Regions from separate parts of the Mus musculus genome. Here regions 1 and 2 are each linked to region 3. Evidence: chromatin contacts called from public HiChIP or PLAC-seq data. All regions are on one chromosome and are shown on one strand. Each heading gives the region's core, a stretch centred on a gene start, on an enhancer-like site or on the middle of the called end of the contact. The rest is flanking DNA. Distances are from core to core; before and after follow the strand shown.

Region 1 (2,700 bases), core at 154-2,653, 500 kb after region 3:
TCTGCTCATGCCTCCCAGCAGCCCCTATCACCCTTGTGTTTGGCAGCATGATAGTTTATTTTGACCTGAAATAGCTTGGCAATGACTTCCCTGTTCCCTGTCCCTTTCAGAGCCAGGTACTTCTGCAGAAACTTCCAGATGGTTCCTGAAGAGTGTGGCTTAGTGAAAGACTGGGTGAGATGGGGTCAAATGACCTATGGTCAGATTCACACTCTTCCACATCTCCTGGGTCAATGGCAAGACACAACATTTTTGACCCTCAGAGTCTCCGTGGGAGTTGGGCTCCATGTTACCTGGACATTGGTGGAAATTTTGGCCAGCCTGGTGCCTGCTTCTTTTTATCCTGTACCAAAACCCTCCCAAATGAACAGAGCAACAGAACGACCCTGTGGTCTATCATTCTCCGCTATTCTAGGGCACCCTGGGCGAGGGCAGCAGGAGAGGCAGTCTAGTGGTTGTTATGGGGCAGGCATGGTGGCGTGCCCAGCTATCTCCAAGTGAGTTCCAGTGTTTGACTTCGGATCACACAGCAGGACAAGGTTAAGATTGCCCAATGCTCAAGCTTCTGTCTTTCCATCTCCTGTGGAAAGGGAGAAGAGAAAGTAGGCACAATTTCCAGTGTTTTTTACAGAGCTGGCTCAGAGCCAGCCACTAGCTGTCAGAAGGCAGCTAAGTGATCTGCCTGTATCTGCAAAGTGCCTGGAAGGTAGAAAGGAGGCAGGCATTTTCCTGAGCCTCTCTGGGCCAGCCCCACGCTTAGAGCCTCATCTGGCCTGGCAGATAGACTGGATGTTGTTTTAAGCACTTTGTGTAGATTGACTCATTTTAAAGAATTTAATCCTTACTTTATCCTTCTTAAGTATAATTGTTCCCATTTTAAAGACAGGCTAGCTGAGGCAATAGAAATAAAATAATATGTCCAAGGCACCACAGTTTTCATGGGCCTTATTTAACCCCGACTTCATAATGTCTGAGCGATGAGGGTCATTATTATCATTAGGTCCAGTCTCAAAGGAGTTAAGCAGCTTCTTCAAGGTCACCCAACATGTGGCTACAGCTGAACTGGAGTTCCCGCTCCACTCTGGAGGGCTGTGAGAGAGTATGTTGTTCCATGCTTAAAACTTGGCTGGTCTGGTTCCTTGGTATAGATAGGTTGGGGACTGGAGAAAGGGAACTGTCATGAGCCCTTCTAATTTCCAGGACAACTGTAGCCTGGGCATCACGTGGACATCTGTGTTTTCAGCATAGACCAGGAGGAGGAAGCCCCAATCCCCAGGAAGCTATCTTTAAGCCACCGCCTTTAGAGCGATGTCAGGAAAGACGCAGATAAAGAGTCCATGTCTAGGTCCCACAGTCCAGGAACAGACCCCCCGCATGCCAGAGAATGAAGTCAGATGGGAGAGGTTCCTGGGCTCGAGCCAAGGACTATTTGGATTTTACGAGAAATGCGTGAGCTGGCCAGTACATAGACCTGCACCTAACTTGCAACACTCACTCCCCACCATGTTGTCTTTGGGATCCTTCCTGCCTGCTGACACGTCCCCCCCTACCCCCCAACTTAGAAACTCTCTCAGGAAACCTCTGCAGATCTGGAACTCTGGGAGTCAGGATCCTGGTCTCTTTGTGGTTATCTCTAGGGTTCAATGTGGGAACAGGCTGGTCTTGAGGGTAGAGCCTGGTCTGCAGACCTGTTTGAATCCCTATGTCTGAGAATATGGAGACCTCCAAGGCATTGCTTTTCTGGCCTGTACAATGGGTGTGGTAGCTCATAGTTCCAACCCTGCTGTGCAGTCCAGTGGCCGACAAACTTTGAATCATTCAGGAATCTCCCAGGGATCCTAAAATATATAGATGTCTGCTTTCTTCTCCAGGTGTTCCAACTTAATAGGTCTAGGGTGGCCAGCTGTTAGAAGGGGTAAGTGGTCCTAGGTGAATCCCATGTGGGGTCAGGCATGAGAGCTTCTGGGTTAGTCTTTTCCACCCCTATAGCATTCTGTCATTTCCTGGCTATTCAGTTACAGGTCAGCATCAAACCCTCATGGTTCCCGTGGCTGCCTAGACTGCTTACTATCTTCATCCCAATGTGTGGATCCAGGCATATCTCTGCTCTTTCTGCCTCTGTGCTCTTACCCCATCCCTGTATCTCCACTCCTCCTATCTCAGGGCTTCAATTCTAGATGTGTGGGACACTGTCACTGCAGAGGTCCTTCCTGTCTTGGGAGGGAACAGTGAGATCTATGGGTCAGTAGTTGAGACCCTGAAAAGCCAGTCTGGGAAAGGCTTTGTGACTACTTTCTTCAGTCTGGAGTGGCCAGCTGGGAGTCTTTGGTCTATGAGAAAGGAGAGAGAGAGAGAGAGAGAGAGAGAGAGAGAGAGAGAGAGAGAGAGAGAGAGAGAGAAGAGAAAGAGGAGAGAGAGAGACACACACACTGAGAGAGGGAGAAATAGAGAGACAGAGGCACTCAGAGAGACAGATAAATTTAGAGACAGATAGAAACTCAGAGACAGATGCACATACCCAGAGACAGAGACACAGAGAGACAGGAACACGTACCTGCATAGTTAGCCTCTGTATCTGAAGAGGCCCAGGTAGTTAGGGTTGTGTAAGGAAGGAGCTGTGACAGTCACATGGGAGAGGTGGTTAGGTTGAAGACTTCCATCACAGTGGAGGACTTTGAGGCCAAGTTATCGCCATCACAT
Region 2 (2,700 bases), core at 83-2,582, 330 kb after region 3:
GATGTGATATCAGCTCATCCATCCCTGGGCCAGGGCACACCCATTACAGGTTGTCTCCCTGTCCTGGAGGGTCCTGTGATCGTTAGGAGCATGCCAGCCAGGCCTTCTTGTAGGCGTAAGCTGCCCTTCTCTACAGAAGCTGGGATCACCACCCCTCCCCGGCCCCACCACGTTCTTTCAGGGGGAGGCTCTCATCCTAGCAATCTGAAGACAGTGTCGGGGTGAGAAGCGCACCCTCACCTGCCCATTCATCCTTAGGACTGACAGAACACACACCCTGGGGGCTTGGAAGGCACGAGGATATTGCTTGAGGTGGGTAGTCTTTTCATGATGCTCTAGCACCTGATACTAGTCTTGCAGACACCCCAATTTTACGGTTTGAATATGTCCCCACTGTCTATGTGTTCATGGCTTGGAAGTGGGGCCCTCATGATGGCATTAGTGGTGTCACAGAAGAGCTCAGTCTGGCAATGGAGCACCCTCTACCTCATTGGGAAGCCCTCAGCAGATGCTAACACTATGTACTAGGACTCCTCAGCCTCCAGAAATATGGGTCAAAGAAACTCCTATTCCTTCTAAACTATCTGGTCTCAAGTAGTTTGTTATAGCAACAGAGACAGAGCAAAGCAAGGACTTAGCTGGATACAAAGAAGCAGCACTGGCTTCAGTGTTACAGGCCATGTTTGGATTAGAGACAGTGGGCTGACACATGGTGCTTACTGCCCCACTCCAGGCCTAGTCTAAAGATACTGTTTATACATATGCACCCACTGTAAACAAACTTATACCCCCACACTCAAAGCAATTCCATGAGGTGGGGACTGGCGTCCTCACTGCACAAATGAGGCAATATGGGCTCAGATACTGGAGGCCACTTGCTTAGGGTCAGAAAGTGACAGTATTGGACTCAGTACTAGATTTAGGCACTGTGAACTGAGTCCACAGGACTGTCATCCCAGGGCTCTTGGGGAGAGTAGAGAGGACAGCCACCAGAGGCTACCCCAACCATAAGTGGGCAGCCTGCTGCCCAAGGGTCTGCCTTTATTCATCTGAGTCCATTATCACTCAAAACTGTCTAGAGTCTCTCATGAGGTCAGGGCTGAGAGCTCTCAAGTGCCCATGGCCACTCCGTGCCACTGTGAATAGATCTCAGAGATCAAGGGCATCACACCAGGCTGGGGCTCCTGGGGCCTGGAGCAGAGCCTCCAGATTCTCTGACCTGAGTTGTTTTGAGCTTTTGGACACAGCATTGCACCATCCGGAGGAGCAGCCCACATATGTGGGTGAGAAAAAGCAGCCAGCAGGAGAAGCCAGCCCAGCATGCAGTCTGATGACACACAAGCTTAGCAATATTGACTCATAACCATCCATCCTGTGACTCCACCCACTACCAGTACTTCTGGGTTGTACCCAAAACTCAGTGTAACAGCCAGAGTGACTCCCACAAAGAACAGAGGGCCATGGCACTCTCTCTCTGTACTCTCTCTCTCTCTCTCTCTCTCTCTCTCTCTCTCTCTCTCTTTCTGTGTGTGTGTGTGTGTGTGTGTGTGTGTGTGTGTGTGTGTGTAACAACGGGATCCACCTAGGGGTGGGTGGGGCAGGGAGACAACCAGAGGAAGAAGTGAGGGGCATGGTGTCAGCCCTGGACAACCACTCCAGTCCACAAGAGACCAAGGTTGGCCTGGCCCTCTGGTTAACTTTGTCTCTTTGTGACTCAGGGGCCCTGCGTCCAGTGCACACTGCCAATTCCTCTTCCCAAGAACCCATGCCTGCCCAGTCTAAGGACGTCAGGGCACTGTGTCATCGTCCCTCTGCATGTCTGTTCCTGGGAAGGCTCTGGTCCCCTTGGTCGGACTTGTAGGGATCACCCAACAACACCAAGCAATGACAAAGGCTCTGTGAGGCCAGGTTGACAGAGTGGATCCTGAGACCGAGCGGCTTCCGTGTTGGAACTTCCCCTCTCTCTGTTCATTAACAGGTACATTAGTTCAAAGCACACCCCTCTATCTCCTTTAACCCTTCCAAGTCTTAACCCACATTCCTTGGAGTCCTGACCCACTCCCTGGAAGCCTTGGGAAGACACCCATATATACACTGAACTGGGCTGGTGCCAAGCAGCTTTGAAGAGGTTGTCTCAGGTATCTGCCAGGAGGGAGGAGGACCTTCTCATAGCACACACAAACACACACGTCTACATGCTCATGTATACACACACACACACACACACACACACACACACACACACACACACTTTTCAGATCCAATGACCTGACACCCCTGCCTATGAAACGCAAAGCTCAGACATGGTTCACCTGCTGGGCTGGAAGACGGACAGAGGGCCCTCCTCACCCTCAGGGATGTGTGAGGAGCTTGTGAGTGGTCACCCAAGTCCAGATGTTCTCACCAGTCACTAGCTCATCCTCTGCCAAGGGTTTTATTTCACTGACTGCTTATGCTAGGCAAAGTGTCTTCTTGTCCCTGGCTTTTTACAGATGATGCCCAGAATGGACACGTGACTTGCTTGCGGGGACCACCAAACTGGCAGCAGATCCTGAACAAAGAATCTGGAATCTGGGCCTCCGGCATACAGGCCTGCCCTGAGGTGTCTCCTGTGTGCCTGAAGTCAGTGGTTGTCTGAAGGAGCCCAGTCATGCATATGCAGGGTGAGAAGCCCCTACCCGTGGGACAGCGTGGCAGGAG
Region 3 (2,700 bases), core at 186-2,685:
CAGCAACTAGCATGATCTTGGTATTGGGCCAAGTGAGATAAAAACTTATAGGATGACAGTGTGAACCAGCCTTTTGTCACTGTAACAAAATGCCAGCGATAAACAAGTTAGAAGGAAGAAAGGTTCATTTTAAGACAGGGTTTCAGAAGTTTCAATAGAGGGGTGGAGAGGAAGAAAAGGGAGGGTTAGAATCTCGATACATTCCTCAAGAGCACCCCTAATGAAGACCCCACACGCTTCCTACAAGCAAGCCTTTGGGGTTGTGGCTCAGATCCCAGTGTAGCAGTGTTAGCCACAACTGCCCACTGGCAGATGGATGGATACACTGCAATCCAATCTTCAGAAAACTAAGCATTACCGGACATCAAGCCAGCAATGAGCCAGCCGGGCTGCAGCTGGTCCTGCGCTTGCTTCCTCTGGCTCAGTGAGGCCCAGGACTTGATCCCCGGCCCGGCACAAACTGGGGTGCTGGTGCATGCAAATAATCCACCTGGCAAAAGTAGGGACGCTGTGGGAGGAGGATCATGCGTTCAAGGCCAACCTGGGCTAAACAGGAAGACGCTGTCTCAAAAAGACAAGAGTCTGTAAATTTTATTTTGAAAATACAAAATATAAGCAATCCATAGAAACCCAAGGCAGACGGACAGGACACTATCCCCTCTCCCAGAGGCAACCACTAAGCCTTCGAACCTATAAGTTAACACACACATACATGTATGCATATATTTACAAAGCATCTGCATATATATAAAAACATACACACATATGTATTTGGTTCACCTGTTTGAAAACAGGTAAGTTTTTTCTTTCATATTCTCTCTGTCTCTGTCTCTGTCTGTCTGTCTGTCTGTCTCTCTCTCTCACACACACACACACACACACACACAGTGTTGCGATGCAGCCCAGATTGGCCTCAAACCCTTTCCCTTTCTTTTTTAATTCTATATGTACGTATGTTATTTCTTTACTAATTTATGTGCAGTGTGTGTCTACCCTGGAACTTACTTATCTGTCTCAGGTCACCAGGATGGAGGTGGAGACTTATCTGGCTCCCACAGCCCTTGGATTTGTCACTAGAGCACATCAGATCAAGGAGCCAGGATGTGGTAGAACGTGATCTGGGGTAGCAGTCAGAAAAGCTGCCCTCTTCCCAAACAGGGCTGAGTCCCTACACGGGTAACCATTGGTCTGATGGCCCCAGGAGGCTGACAGAGCCTCCTTCCAAGGACAGGAGAAATGGTACAGGGATACAGGGGACAGGTTTTAAACTGGAGGTTTCTAGAACTTTTAGCGTCTCAACCCACAGAACTTCCTTCCCTCTCCGGGAAGATCGGGCTACTGGCTTGAGGGAAGAGGGCAGTCAGATACACCCAGTCCCTACGTAAGCACACACTCAGAGTCATCAGGGCTGGCCTCGTACCACGCATACGCAGCAATGGTTTGCAGTTTCACGAAATGACTCATATGATCGAGGCTCTGATGAGCAATGGTTGGCATGTAGACTATCTATAAGCAGAATAGGACAACAGATGCTCAACCCTCAGCTTCAGCAAAGCAGTGTTTCAGGGAGCTGAAGGGATGGATGGCTCAGAGGTGGCTCAGTGGTCAAGAGCACCAACTGCTCTTCTAGAGGCCCTGGGTTCAATTCCCAGCACCTACATGGCAACTTACAACTGTCTGTAAGCAACTCCAGTTCCAGAGCTTCTGACACCTCACACTGATAGACAGGCAAAACACCATTGTACATAAGATAAAACTAAATGATGTATTAAAAGAACTAAAGTTAAAAAAAAACAAAAAACATTGCTTCAAGGCCAATTTTGCCACTCATCTGGACCAGCAGTTCTCAACCTGTGGGTCATGACCCTTGGGTCATTTCATATTAATGAAAATACATCCCGAATATCAGATGCTTAGGTTATGATTCATAACAGTAGCAAAATTATAGTTATGAAGTAGCAACAAAAATGATTTTATAGGTGGGAGATCACTACAACATGAGGAACTGTATCAAGTGGTTGCAGCATTAGGAAGGGTGAGGACCACTGCTCTAGGCCTATCCACTGCCCTGCTTGTTTGTTTAAGAAAATTCCAGGCACCATAAACTATTTCCTGGGTAATTTTTCATGTCTCTAAGTACTATCAACTCTTAAGTGTATGTCTTCTCTCTCTGTCTCTCTCTGTCTCTCTCTCTGTCTGTCTCTCTCTCTCTTTCTCTCTCTCTCTCTCTCTCTCTCTCTCTCTCTCTCTCTCACTACATGTTAACCCTGAGTTCCTATGACAGCCAACACACAGCACTCAGGTGTTGATTATCTTAGGGGAAGTGGGAGCATGGAATACTTGAAGGTACCTGTCCAGGCAAGGGGACCAGAGGCCCAACCTACCAAGGACCTGGACCAGGGAGTCCTGAGCAAGCCTCTATGGTCCCAGGTATCTGTGAATGGTGGAGGCAGGACTCAAATCCTGTCCTCCTGGCTTTGAATCCCAGGGCTTTCGCCACTACACTATACTTTTGCACAGGACCTACTGATGCTGGCAACAGTAATCTCAGAGGCTGAGCTTCACGCTCATGTGACAGAATAGCATGGAGTTAAGAATCAGGACACACCTGTGGTTTCTATAGCCAATGATCACCAACCAAGCTCCCACTTTTTCTGTTTGTTTGTTTGTTTGTTTTTTATCAAGACAGGGTTTCTCTGT

The links. HiChIP or PLAC-seq counts read pairs in DNA pulled down with a chosen protein or histone mark.
Region 1: a FOXA1 HiChIP or PLAC-seq map of pancreatic cancer cells shows a contact between it and region 3. The contact joins two enhancer-like sites. A contact is called at or near these places in 1 of 484 Hi-C or Micro-C datasets (CD8 T cells) and 1 of 115 datasets of contacts at active chromatin or transcription factors (pancreatic cancer cells).
Region 2: a FOXA1 HiChIP or PLAC-seq map of pancreatic cancer cells shows a contact between it and region 3. The contact joins two enhancer-like sites. A contact is called at or near these places in 2 of 115 datasets of contacts at active chromatin or transcription factors (memory CD8 T cells and pancreatic cancer cells).

What each region holds. Positions count from the first base shown.
Region 1 is chr14:25,364,109-25,366,808 of GRCm38.p6, reverse strand. All of the region lies in intron 1 of Zmiz1os1 (a long non-coding RNA gene), which reads left to right. Among named protein-coding and RNA genes, the nearest start is that of Gm41113, 14 kb to the left of the region's middle. Within about 2 kb of position 1,403, at least 34 of the 459 cell types and tissues checked have an H3K27ac peak or open chromatin away from gene starts, as enhancers often do. A contact at or near this core is called in pancreatic cancer cells, where this site is marked.
Region 2 is chr14:25,526,138-25,528,837 of GRCm38.p6, reverse strand. All of the region lies in intron 2 of Zmiz1 (zinc finger, MIZ-type containing 1), which reads right to left. Among named protein-coding and RNA genes, the nearest start is that of Mir3075, 7.0 kb to the left of the region's middle. Within about 2 kb of position 1,332, at least 120 of the 459 cell types and tissues checked have an H3K27ac peak or open chromatin away from gene starts, as enhancers often do. A contact at or near this core is called in memory CD8 T cells and pancreatic cancer cells, where this site is marked.
Region 3 is chr14:25,860,711-25,863,410 of GRCm38.p6, reverse strand. The region is part of intron 1 of Anxa11 (annexin A11); the gene reads right to left. Among named protein-coding and RNA genes, the nearest start is that of Anxa11, 20 kb to the right of the region's middle. Within about 2 kb of position 1,435, at least 112 of the 459 cell types and tissues checked have an H3K27ac peak or open chromatin away from gene starts, as enhancers often do. A contact at or near this core is called in memory CD8 T cells and pancreatic cancer cells, where this site is marked.